2 separate regions of the Mus musculus genome follow, and region 1 is linked to region 2. The links are chromatin contacts, called in public promoter capture Hi-C maps. All regions are on one chromosome and are shown on one strand. Each heading gives the region's core, a stretch centred on a gene start, on an enhancer-like site or on the middle of the called end of the contact. The rest is flanking DNA. Distances are from core to core; before and after follow the strand shown. Region 1 holds the start of Rtp2 (receptor transporter protein 2). Region 2 holds the start of Fetub (fetuin beta).

Region 1 (6,704 bases), core at 280-2,779, 1.0 Mb after region 2:
CCCAAACCCCACACACCAGCCAGTTCCCAACTTTCTGCACTTTATCCCCCAGGAGGCTCAAATGCTTCATGCGTGCAGTCTCCCAAGTCTTTAAAATAAGCCAGTCTAGAACAACTTCCCTCCCTCAAGACAGACCCCATATCTCCAAAAGTATCAAACATTGGTGAGCATTTGGGACGTAGGGGAGGGGGGCTTGGGGGGGGGGAGGTGAGACTGAAGCATAGAAAATAGAGATCATGCAGCTACTTAGAGAGATTTCCACTGCCCAGCATTGATAACAGGAGACAACACAAACCAACCAACTATGCCCTGTCCTATGCTAACACATGCTCTATTTATTTGTTGGCAAGGCCTATGGTCAGCCTGCCTTTTTCTGCTCCCACCCACATGCTGTTGTCTACTCAAGAGGCTTCACATTCTTACAATATGGACAACCCAGCCATAATTTTTTCACACCTCCACAACACAGCCACCAGCTCGCCTGGGGGGGGGGGGGGCGCTGCACCACTGCAGGTGAGCTGGAGGCTGTCTGACCAAGAAACTGTGGCTCCCATCCCCCACCCCCATCATCTGTTTGTAAAAGGGAAACGATTTTAGAAGAGCCCCCAGGACACTCTGCATGGCAGAAGAGTGAGGAGCACTTAGGAGGATCTAGGGCAAGTGCTGCCTGAGGTCAGCAACTTGTCATCCACTGACAGTAGTGTTGGACGGGATTGGAGTAGTGTTTTAAGATGAGCTAAGATGAGCTCCCTTGCCTTGTAAATATGAAAACTGGGAACCAGAGAAAGAAGGGGACAAGGCCAAGTTCACAGAGCTATGGAACCAGGCTCTCAAATATACTATGTGATCAGTAACTTGTTCTGTCTTCATGTCTAGTTGCATTTGATTGAGCAGATGGACACCACAGCCGCCAAACACATATACCCCAACTTCTAGGTTGAGAATTCTGGAGATCCCCATTGTACCTCCTCTCCATTCTATCTATACTAGGCATCTGAATTTGCAGGGCTTTGAAGCCTTGCCAGTCTTGATTTTCTATGGAAAACTGAGACTCAAATGCAGGGCACAATTTGTTCCAAGGAACCAAGGAACCTGAACAACTGTGGTTAGAAACATAGCCTAGATGGTCCTTCTGGTGGTTCATTGCCTGCTTGTCACCTGAGCTGACCTGGTGAGACCTACCAGAGGCCCAGACTTGCAAAGTCTGTGACAGCCCCCATCCTTCTGGGGGAGGGAGGGCTTCCTGCACCTCCTCCCACCAGCCTCTCACCTGCCTGAGGCATGTTGCTCCAGGTACTGCTTCCAGCCAGGGCCCAGCTCATTGGGCTTGAGGGTGGGGTCTATGATGAGCTCCCAGCTGTCCGCTGGCTTGGCCACCTCCATCTTCTCGTAGAAGACCTTCTTCCACTCACAAGTGGTCAGGCTGGTGGACATGGTCCTGTTGGCTGGGATAGAAGGGTGAACTCAGCCCAAGGAAGAACAGAAAGCTTAGATAGATGCAGCCCAGGCAGTCTCTGTGGTCCAAAAAGCCTTACCCACAAGAGCCAGCTTCCTCTTTTGTCACCCTGGAACCTGTTACTATGACAGCCAGGCAGGTACCAGGAGCCAGGGATAGGGAGGAGGCAAGCCTCCAGGGAGAGTTCCAGGGTCCTGAGCCAGATTGCAGAGGCAAACTGAATTGTAATGCTGACTAGGTTGAGAAAGCAGAGAGAGGTGAGATCCAACCCATGGGCTGACGGAGGTTCCCCAGAGGACAAGGGCTATGTGGTGGCCCTTTTTCACCCCACTGCTCTTCCCTGCTTTCTCCAGCCATGTGCCATGGCAACCATAATACCCTAGGGACGTCAGCAGAAGCAGAATGGAGATATGGGACCTGATGCTCCCACACTCCTGATGCATTGTGGCCATTGTTTGCCATGTGCTAGCCACAAGCTACTTGATCTGTGTACTAGCCAAGACAGACCAGAAAGCAGGCTTCTGTAACCCCCAAGTGATCATCCACAATTCAGATCCAGGCCTTCCTAAATGATGTCTACCCCTTTAATTATCTCGAGCGTATTATGCTCCTAACATCGTGATGAAGGGAGACGCGACAAGTGACACGTCGCTCTCCCTTCGCTGGAGAATTCTCAATCCGGTTGGTGAGACAGAAGTAATTTAATACACTGTGAAAAGCTCAGTGATAACAGTTCACACTCCAGGGTTGCCACAGTCACTCCCTGCTCCCAGGGCTCGCGGAGGCTGCTGCTACGGGATCTAGTATCTTCCGAGCTGCAGGCTGAGCTACCTCAGCTGATGCAGAGCAGACAACAGAGAGCCGAGGCTTCCTGACGCCCAAGTTCTATTTTTTTACAGACCAGAGGCTGTGGATACCTGGTTCTGCCCCGGATATTGCGAGGTTTCTGCGATGTCTGTAGTCCATCACCTGTCACTTCTTTAACCTGAAGCTCTGGCTTCTAGGGCTGTGGAGACAGCGAAAGTAGGCAGAACTAAAAAGGGTAGCTAGGTGCCGGAAGTTATCAGTGCTGGGTTCCAGATTTGTCATGCGCCTCCATATGGTCTCTGTGTGGGATAGGGTTAGGAGGATGGCCACTGAACATCCTTCAACTCAGAGAAGTGCTCTTCCACTAGCTTTGTGTTAACCTATAGAAGTACAAGTCTGTGCTGTAAGGCCATCAAGAACTACTGATTTCCGGTTTCCTTATTGGCCTCGATTTAAATTCCCAAACCCCAGCCCTCCTTCCCTTTTTCTTTTTCTTATTTTTTATTTATTTACTTTTTTGGAAGGGTTTCACTATGTAGCCTTGGCTGGCATGGAAATCACAGAGATCAGCCTGCCTTTGCCTCCTGAGCGCTGAGATTAAAGGCTTGGAGCACCACAGCCAATTCAAATCTTTTCATAGTGAATCAGGACAACTCAGGCCTAGAAATGGAAAACTGCTCTCAAAAGAAACCCTGGACTGGGTGACTCACTGGGGACTCTCCTATCATCAGCTACAAAACAGGTGACATCCAGGGTCCATGAGTTCCCGGGAACTGAAGGAAGCCACGAGATTTTGGCCCGACCTAGAGCGAAGTGCCGTGGTCCAGCTCTGAGATGTACTATACCATTGTTCCCAGATCAAAGGCAGTGTCGGAAAGCTTAAAGGACAGTGGGAATTGCTAGGGTTCGTCTGTTTGGCTTTGTTTTGTTCTCTCTCAGATGATGCAATCCCCTTAGGCATCGGATCATACTTAAGTTAGAATGGAATCCTCTAAGCAGAAACCAGGGCGATTCATCTTTCTGTTCAACAACGCTGTTGGCACTGGAAACTCTTTCTGGGATATCACCAATGAGTGTAGCAATTACTATACGATGATGTGACAATTACTAGCTCAGTCTTTCTCAGGTTGGCACTGGGCTGCACCATTAAGACACTCTCCATGTGGGCACATTGCTCACTGGCAGCTCATAACTTGGAGCTGCAGCATCTTCAGTCTGGGTGATAATGTTTTAAATGAACTAATTTTAGCCTTAAAAAAATAACACTATCTATCTAGATCTCACACGCAAAATGAGCCACTCTTATCCTTTACTATGGAGTTCAAGTAATAAATACTTTTGCAAAATGTTCATTATTTAAATTTTATTTGTTAAAATACTATGTGATGAGGGTTAGAGAGATGACTTGGTGGTTGAGAACACCAGCTACTCTTCCAGAGAACTTGGGTTCAGTTCCCAGCACCCACACGGCAGCTCAAAACTATCTGTAACTGCAGTTCCAGGGGATCTGACACCTTCATACCAATAGACTTAAAATATTTAAATATTTTTTTAAGAAATAGAATATTATATGACACAATTAATAACAAGAAACGGCAAGGAAGAATTGAGAAGTATGAAATTCAGAATCACCTGGGGACTGCCTCAGGAGATTTCAGCCCATATTCTTCAGGGAACACAGTCACGCTCCACCAGCTCTATGCTGTGCGGAATCCCACCCCAGCCAGCCGGTGTTACTGAGAGCCATGTGCTAACTCACAGGCTACCAAAGGTTCAAGTAAAATCACTTACTGTCTCATGATATTTCTAAACAAATCCAGGAGGGACGAAACTGTATTAAACCTTCCTGTCTCCAAGTTCAAAGAATCTTTGATAGTGTTGCTGACAAACTCAAGATCCTTGGGAGACCCTTTGAAAGATATTTTGAAAGGCTTCTCCACCTACAGACCACAGCACTCGGTTCATCCTTTGGGTGGAAGTGAACTTTGAGTCCCAGGATAGTTCACCTGCTCAGAACAACTCACAAGTGTCAACCAGAGATACCTAGCAGAGTCCATGTTGTCCCTTTATCAGGAAGGAGCAAGCAGAGCCACCGTGAGCCAGCCCCATTCTGTCATCACTAACATTCCAGGATTTGAGTTCTCCCTGCCTCTTCCAGCCCCCAGAAACCCATAACAGGAAGGAGTTCTCATGTGTGCTCACACACAGAGGGCTAAGGAAAATGATGATATACTGTGTAGTTCCAAATGTTAGAAAAATTATTTTGAATATTCTCACCACATTTACATAATAAATACTTGAGGAAATAAATGTTTGTCTTAATTTTAACATTACCCAGTGAATACATGTGTCTGAACTTCACATAACGCCCTCAAATAATGTTTTGTTTCCACATGTTTATTTAAATCAATTCAAGTAAAAAAAGGAAAACAGACTGTATGGTCTATGACTGTGTCTCCGTGGTAGCACACTTGTCTAGATAAATAAGGCCCTCCACTTGAGCTTCAAGATCCTTACCAAAAACACAGAATTGTCACAATCTATCTAATTATACTGTGTTAGTTAGTTTTATATTGCTGTTATAAAACACTATGAGCAAGACAGTTTATAAAAGGATGAGTTTATTTGGTCTTACAGTTCCAAAGGGTTAGCGTTCATGATTGTTGCATGAAAAGCCACGGCGGCGAGAGAAGGATGCTAAGAGCTCACATCTTGAATCCCAAGCACGAAACACAAAAAGAATTATAAATGGCACAAACCATTTAACTTTCAAAGTCCACCCCAAGTAACACACTTCCTCTGGCCTGGCCACACCCCCTAAGCCTCCAAAATAGCACCAATAATTGGGGAACATGTATTTAAATGCCTGAGACTACTCAGGACATCTCATTCAAACCATGACATATACCTAGCAGAGGCCCAGTGACAGATAAGTAATGATAAGTAAACAGAAGATTAGAGATGGAGGAGAGGAAGCTTAGGCACGTACAAGGGGCAGGAGTTGAGTGGGCAGCCAGGGACACTTGGAGCAGGTGCAGCTGGTTCCAAGACGAGGGCCCTCATTATGTTTACTTGGCTATATTCAGGTGCTGCTAGTTGAACTGATAGAACACACAAAAGTAGTTATGATTCCACTCTGGGACATTCCAGGCATCATGGCATAGGGAAAGCAGAACAAAGGGGTAGCTTGCACTGGCTTTCAAAGTATCCATTTTAAAATGATACCAGCCACTTCCTGTGGTGATTTAAGTAATAAAATGTTCCCTATAGTTCGTGCATTTGAATCCTTGGTCCCTAGCTGGTAAAACTGTTTGGAAGATTGTGGACCCTTTAGGAAAGGAAGCCATACTAGAGGAGGTACTGCACCAGGGAAGGGCTTTAAATGTTTCCAAAGAACCCTTAAGTTTCCACTTAAAACCTCTGAAAGTTGGAACCACTAAGGGCCATACCCAGTTTAGGTGTGAACAGAAAGCAATCCAGGCCTGGCTATCATTCCCAGAGGATGCAAAACATCTCTTTCTTGATGCATAAGATACGTGTGACGATAAGGGGTAACTACTGAGTAGCTGGGAGCACAATACACACAACTTTCAAACAAAATAGGAGAAAGTAATGTAACTACTAGTAGGTATATATGTATGTATTATGTGTGTGTGTATGTGTGTGTGTGTGTGTGTGTGTGTGTATATACATATATATACATATATATATTCTAAACACAAGAAAAAACTATGTTATTCAAATTGCAATGCAATAAAAAGAAGAAAATCAGATACTAGATATAAATTAAAATGTATGGGTAGATATGCTAAATATAAACAAGCTCCACATCTCAGTAAAGCAGAGATCAAACGACTTAATAAGCACACAAAAACATATTGCAATTTCAATGGCCTATTGTTAGACACCCACCTGATGGGCAAAAAAGAAATCAGATAATGTCAGAACTACAGCAAGAATATGGTCATACACAGGTAGAGGAATTTTATAAAGACCTTTGGGAACAATTGATTAGTAGTTTGCAAGCCAGACTAGCCAGAAGAATGGTATGGTGAGGCAGTTACACCCAAGATGTGTAGCCCATGAACATTTTCACAGAGTTCCTGAACCTGAAGCATCACCACACATATCCATCCACTCTTCTATTCTCATTCTATCCTGTGCCTTTCTGCCTGTCTCCTTCTTCTCCACATACGCCCACCAGCAGGAAAATGGACACCCACACTGCATTCTACGGGGCTGAGACAAGAAATTACTCTGCTTGTAACAACATGATAAGAATCCCACCTTATTGAGCAAAAGAAAGACATGCATGTATAGGACATAAACGACCTGGACCTACACCTCAGAGAGCAACACCCCCTTACAAGCCCTACACCACAGAGAGGCAACACCCCCTTACAAGCACAGTCTCACAAGAACCCCTAGCTCTGGGCATGAA
Region 2 (7,276 bases), core at 752-3,251:
ACCTAATTAGAGCTTATTCTCTCTAGGACCTTCCTCTAATTCATAGTTAGGGTGTATGTCAGCCCTGAAACTCAGCTAAGCAGGGTATTATTCCTGGAGTTCTGAATGATGGCGCACTCTGTTTGCAAGATATAAAAGGGCAGTCAGAGGGAGAAGCTGCCATCATCCTTTGCAGCTCCATCGGGAACACCTGGAGAGGATCCCTCCAATTTGTTAATTAACAAACAAGCACCTTGTTTATACACCAGTTGCTCCTGTGAGTTGGTCTCCTGGCCGAAGCGACTCTGGGTCCTCAGGAAAGCCTGTCTGTCAGAGCTGCAGGACTGGGCCCCACCTTCCGTGTTCCTCCCTGTCTTAGATCAACGGGACTGTGAGTATGTGACATGCGTGGCCATCTTCCCTGCCCACTCCTTACTTTTTAGACTCTTTTGGGGGGGGGGGGAGTACAGAGGCCAAATCCATAGCCAAGCACAGTTCACTGGTCCTCACACCCAGCCCACGTGTGTGTGGAAAATGCTTCCTGCATTCCCATTGGTGAGTACTGAACTGGAATTAAACCCCAGGCCTGCGTGAACCCAGCGTCTGTATTAGTGGCCTCTTCACAACAAGGATTTTTACGGGAAATCTCACTCATGATGCAATAGGATCACGTTCCCCCGGGGGGGCATGGTGGATAGATCTGTGTGATTCAAGTTCCGGAAATCTCACTCATGATGCAATAGGATCACGTTCCCCCGGGGGGCATGGTGGATAGATCTGTGTGATTCAAGTTCCGTAGAGCCAGGTTCTAGGAGCTGCCCCTGCTAGAGATGGAATGGCACCCTGTGCAGAGAGGGGGGCAGAGTGCCCTCCCATCAGGGCTAAACGGGCCCTTAGTAATCGCATGGTTGAAAGCCCTACACAGTTGAGGAAATTGGGCTTAAGTGTTACATCGCTAGCCTAGCTCACGCAGACCAGGGCTGAAGCAGGGTCCTGGTCAAAGTTCAGTTTACCATGTGATTTAGCATCCTTACAGCATCTTTTTACCCCGTTTGCATCTGTCTTTCATTAAAATTGCACCAATGGCTTCTACCTAAGTGTACTGGGTACATTTCCTCAGGCATTGGACACTCCAGCCCAGACCCGACAGAGGTATGTTCACTGCTGGCTGAAACTAAATCTCTGCTGAACCTCAGAGTTTGGATATCTGATTTTTTTTAACTGATAAAGGAAAACTTAAGCACATTTAAATTGAAAAAAATTAAAGCATTCATTAATTTATGAGTCCCAGTATTGTGGGAGGGTAAACTTGTACAATTTAGCTGTAGAAAGAAGGGAAGATAAATGAATTTTATTGGTTAGTGTAGAAAGCTCCTGTCTTGAGGTTATTATTTATTTGTTTGTTGTTTGTTTATTTGGTAGAGATTTAAATTCCAGAGCCTCCACAATCTAATGGTCTCCCAATTTGTGTTGTTTTTCTTAAAGTAGCCATTTCTGGCTTCGATACCCATTTTTCTCGAATTATTCCCATTTGAAAACACAACTGGGAGCGTGTGGGGGAAAAAAAATTTGGTAACTCAGGGTTGGAATCATTCTAAACAACACGTGGCATGAGCCAACCCAGAAAAACAGGTCTTTAAAGATATTTCTAAATTGGAAAAAAGAAAGAAAGAAAGAAAGAAAGAAAGAAAGAAAGAAAGAAAGAAAGAAAACACAACCAAGAGCTCCCTTCTGTAGAACTGTAATCTTCAGATTTGGGTTTCATAATCAATCTTTACTAACCACTTGTTTACGGAAGACTAAAAAGTGGGCGTGGCTTCTTATTAATGTGGTCCATCCTGTGCTGTGCTGCTGTCACCGGATCCTTCTCACCCTTCTGGAGGCCTGGAGGGCCTCTGGGAACAGCTTTCTTGCTGCGTCATGCGTGGGCGGGAGGCGGGAGGCAGGAGGAAGAACTCTGCCTAACAAATGTACTCCCCTGACATGGGCATGCCCCACCCCTGAGAACAGAGCCCTTGGGACTTAATCTCTGTAAAGGCGCCACCTCTCCACAGGTTTCATAAGCGTTCGTTTTCTGAGCTTTGGGAACGTGTTCAAAGCACACCAGACTTGCAAAGCTCTTGATTCCGGACAGCTTACCTTGATTCCTGACATTGTGCAGTGGCTCAGCCAGAACCTGTGAGTCACAGGTAGCTGCTGTGTTACACAACATCTAACAACGTCTAGCCTTCTGCGATTTCTGGTGCAGGGTCATGATTAGTGCATTTGACAGATTTGGCAGAGTGGCTTACAGTGGGTAAGTGGCTTCTCCACATCGGCTGGTTGGTAGCTGAAAGAGTAGCTCACACAGTGTTCTAAGCATCTGTGTGGTGACAAAAATATTTTTACATTTATTTGTTTATTTTTGTGCAGAGGTGGGGTGGGTGGGCCAGAGTGCAGATGACACTGCACTCTGGTCAGAGGACATCGTTCAGCAGTCGGTTCTTCCCTTTCACTGTGAGGGTATCAGGAGTTACATTCAGGCCACCAGGCTTGGCAGCAAGCACCTTTAGGGGCTGAGCCATCTCACTCGCTTTGATGAAAATCTTCTAAAAGGGAAGGCTCCTGTGCTGTTTCTTGTATTGATTCATTCAGGATTTTTACCCTTTCTGAGCCCTAGTATTCTCCCCTGGTTGGACTTGGCTAAGTTTTCTTTAGAGTTTTCAGTGAGTGTCTATACTACCACTAAGTTAGTGAGTGGATGCTGTTACCTAGTTGTCTATGAGTAGCTATCAAATGGGGTGGGGGGTGGGGTGGGGGGGAAGGAATCTGTGTTCTGCTCAACTATAATACAATTACATTTAGCATCATAAATTTAAGTTTTTTAGTAAGTTTATTATAAAATTAACTTTTCAATGTTAGCTAAAAACATAAGTCAGCATATTTAAGTTTAATATGTAATCAATGTTTTAAGTAAATTTAGGAACTTGAGCAATGTTAACAGCCTTCTTTTGCTTGGTTCACTCGTGTCAGCCATAGCTTACTGCATATTGGATTTTCATCTAGACCAGAGGAGCATTTCTTTCCATCCAAAATATTTGGGCCCTCTTATCAGGTTCCCATGAAAAGTCTCACAGACTGGTGTCCTTATTTATAAACACAGACATTTCCAAAATATATTTGTGAATTAAAAATAAGCTCTACTCAGGAAAACTCTTATATTCTCTAGTAGCTGTAGGGACCTGTGTTTGAAATAGTATTGACCCCAAAGCTTTGGAGTCTTCAAGATACTCTGTGTATTGAGGGCCTACCAGATGGGTACCTGTGGATAGAGCAGAACCTCTGTCTATTGAACACAGAAAGCCTGGGCAGGGGTGGAGATGGAGGTATGGAATGAGGTATTGCTTACCTTAGGGAATGCTTTAAGGGACAGCCTGCTATGTAGGCTCCCTTCCTGACTTAGACCTTTGCTTTCATTGTTGATATCTCTCTCTCTCTCTCTCTCTCTCTCTCTCTCTCTCTCTCTCTCTCTCTCTCCCCCCCCCCACCCCCGTGTGTGTGTGTTTGTAGTAGAAACATTTTTAAAAAAATAAATGGCCTGTGGCTGTAGCTCAGAAGTACAATGTTTGCCTGGTGTAAGTGAGGCCCTGGTTTGATGCTTGGCATCATGCACAATGTGTGTGTGCCATTTATGGAGGTAGGTACCCGCAATCCCAGGAATTTGAGCAGCTGAAGCAGGATTGCAAGTTCCATGCCAGACTGGGAAACTTATTGAGGTCTTGTCTCAAAATAAAAGTTGCTGTGATGTAGCGCTATGAAAGCACGTCCCCAGCACATATGAGGCCCAGCCCTAGAGGGAAAGGAGCTTTGAAAGATACCTGATTTAGTCACCAGGTATGGTGATATGCACCTGTAGTCCCAGTAGATGCAAGAGGATTGCGAGTTCAAGGCCAGCTACCGAACACATTTAAGGCCCTGTCAAAACAAAAAATAAATTGCTTTTCATATATCCCCAATAAGCAGAACCTTCCTGGGATCTGAACTGAAGCTCAGAAAGAGAGGCAAGAACCATGATCCGTCTTGATGGCCACCATTATCTTTCTCTTGACAGTGTCAGGTCTTGGTCTCTTGATGAATTTACCTGTAGGTGCACAAAAGGAAGACTAGACCTAGAGTGTGTTGGGAGAACTTTTGGGGTCTCCTTAGCTTTCCCCACCTTAAATACAATTCTGAGATGAAGCATTTTCCTGTCCTATACAGGAACTAGAAAGGGACACTTCTGAGTAGTGCTTGTATTCAGTTCCAGTTGGATTAGGACTCTCCATCTGGACAAGACAGAAGCCAGGTCTCCCATGTCTTGATCAAACATTTTTTTATAATTCCTGGGAAAGGGTTAGGAAACTTGGATTTATTTACACGAAAGGCATGCTCCGGATCCAAGGTTAGAACACTGACAAATCCAATCCAAAATATTGACTCAAAAACTGCTGTGTTTGGATAGAGGTGGCCTCAGGGCATGGTGTTTCAAGTCCTAGTAGGCTATTCTGTTGCAGTTATAAAGCTGCTCAAGTGAACCTTGAGGCCCCACGGCAGGGCTCGTCCTGGCAGCTCTATACTGACACATCCTGGATCTTTTTTTTTTTTTTTTTTTTTTTTTTTCCGAGTTTGTTTTTTTTTTTTTTTTTTTTTTTTCCATTTTTTATTAGGTATTTAACTCATTTACATTTCCAATGCTATACCAAAAGTCCCCCATATCCACCCACCCCCACTCCCCTGCCCACCCACTCCCCCTTTTTGGCCCTGGTATTCCCCTGTACTGGGGCATATAAAGTTTGCAAGTCCAATGGGCCTCTCTTTCCAGTGATGGCCGACTAGGCCATCTTTTGATATATATGCAGCTAGAGTCAAGAGCTCCGGGGTACTGGTTAGCTCATAATGTTGTTCCACCTATAGGGTTGCAGATCCCTTTAGCTCCTTGGCTACTTTCTCTAGCTCCTCCATTGGGAGCCCTATGATCCATCCATTAGCTGACTGTGAGCATCCACTTCTGTGTTTGCTGGGCCCCGGCATAGTCTCACAAGAGACAGCTACATCTGCGTCCTTTCTATAAAATCTTGCTAGTGTATGCAATGGTGTCAGCGTTTGGATGCTGATTATGGGGTGGATCCCTGGCTATGGCAGTCTCTACATGGTCCATCCTTTCATCTCAGCTCCAAACTCCGTCTCTGTAACTCCTTCCATGGGTGTTTTGTTCCCAAATCTAAGGAGGGGCATAGTGTCCACACTTCAGTCTTCATTCTCCTTGAGTTTCATGTGTTTAGCAAATTATATCTTATATCTTGGGTATCCTAGGTTTGGGGCTAATATCCACTTATCAGTGAATACATATTGTGTGAGTTTCTTTGTGAATGTGTTACCTCACTCAGGATGATGCCCTCCAGGTCCATCCATTTGGCTAGGAATTTCATAAATTCATTCTTTTTAATAGCTGAGTAGTACTCCATTGTGTAGATGTACCACATTTTCTGTATCCATTCCTCTGTTGAGGGGCATCTAGGTTCTTTCCAGCTTCTGGCTATTATAAATAAGGCTGCTATGAACATAGTGGAGCATGTGTCCTTCTTACCTGTTGGGGCATCTTCTGGATATATGCCCAGGAGAGGTATTGCTGGATCCTCCGGTAGTACTATGTCCAGTTTTCTGAGGAACCGCCAGACTGATTTCCAGAGTGGTTGTACAAGCCTGCACTCCCACCAACAATGGAGGAGTGTTCCTCTTTCTCCACATCCTCGCCAGCATCTGCTGTCACCTGAATTTTTGATCTTAGCCATTCTGACTGGTGTGAGGTGGAATCTCAGGGTTGTTTTGATTTGCATTTCCCTGATGATTAAGGATGTTGAACATTTTTTCAGGTGCTTCTCTGCCATTCGGTATTCCTCAGGTGAGAATTCTTTGTTCAGTTCTGAGCCCCATTTTTTAATGGGGTTATTTGATTTTCTGAAGTCCACCTTCTTGAGTTCTTTATATATGTTGGATATTAGTCCCCTATCTGATTTAGGATAGGTAAAGATCCTTTCCCAATCTGTTGGTGGTCTTTTTGTCTTATTGACGGTGTCTTTTGCCTTGCAGAAACTTTGGAGTTTCATTAGGTCCCATTTGTCGATTCTCGATCTTACAGCACAAGCCATTGCTGTTCTGTTCAGGAATTTTTCCCCTGTGCCTATATCTTCAAGGCTTTTCCCCACTTTCTCCTCTATAAGTTTCAGTGTCTCTGGTTTTATGTGAAGTTCCTTGATCCACTTAGATTTGACCTTAGTACAAGGAGATAAGTATGGATCGATTCGCATTCTTCTACATGATAACAACCAGTTGTGCCAGCACCAATTGTTGAAAATGCTGTCTTTCTTCCACTGGATGGTTTTAGCTCCCTTGTCGAAGATCAAGTGACCATAGGTGTGTGGGTTCATTTCTGGATCTTCAATTCTATTCCATTGGTCTACTTGTCTGTCTCTATACCAGTACCATGCAGTTTTTATCACAATTGCTCTGTAGTAAAGCTTTAGGTCTGGCATGGTGATTCCGCCAGAAGTTCTTTTATCCTTGAGAAGACTTTTTGCTATCCTAGGTTTTTTGTTATTCCAGACAAATTTGCAAATTGCTCCTTCCAATTCGTTGAAGAATTGAGTTGGAATTTTGATGGGGATTGCATTGAATCTGTAGATTGCTTTTGGCAAGATAGCCATTTTTACAATGTTGATCCTGCCAATCCATGAGCATGGGAGATCTTTCCATCTTCTGAGATCTTCTTTAATTTCTTTCTTCAGAGATTTGAAGTTTTTATCATACAGATCTTTCACCTCCTTAGTTAGAGTCACGCCAAGATATTTTATATTATTTGTGACTATTGAGAAGGGTGTTGTTTCCCTAATTTCTTTCTCAGCCTGTTTATTCTTTGTATAGAGAAAGGCCATTGACTTGTTTGAGTTTATTTTATATCCAGCTACTTCACCGAAGCTGTTTATCAGGTTTAGGAGTTCTCTGGTAGAATTTTTAGGGTCACTTATATATACTATCATATCATCTGCAAAAAGTGATATTTTGACTTCCTCTTTTCCAATTTGTATCCCCTTGATCTCCTTTTGTTGTCGAATTGCTCTGGCTAATACTTCAAGTACTATGTTGAAAAGGTAGGGAGAAAGTGGGCAGCCTTGTCTAGTCCCTGATTTTAGTGGGATTGCTTCCAGCTTCTCTCCATTTACTTTGATGTTGGCTACTGGTTTGCTGTAGATTGCTTTTATCATGTTTAGGTATGGGCCTT

Evidence for each region. Capture Hi-C pulls out chosen DNA fragments and counts their contacts.
Region 1: a promoter capture Hi-C map of adipose tissue shows a contact between it and region 2, with 3 times the contacts expected there. The contact joins the promoter of Rtp2 here to the promoter of Fetub in region 2. A contact is called at or near these places in 2 of 39 promoter capture datasets (the 3T3-L1 cell line and embryonic stem cells) and 1 of 9 other capture datasets (adipose tissue).

Annotation. Positions count from the first base shown.
Region 1 is chr16:23,929,265-23,935,968 of GRCm38.p6, forward strand. It overlaps Rtp2 (receptor transporter protein 2), which reads right to left and starts at 1,530. Exons shown (of 2, transcript NM_001008230.3): 1 at 1,271-1,530. The coding sequence starts at 1,434.
Region 2 is chr16:22,918,221-22,925,496 of GRCm38.p6, forward strand. Fetub (fetuin beta) reads left to right here and starts at 2,002. Exons shown (of 8, transcript NM_021564.2): 1 at 2,002-2,275.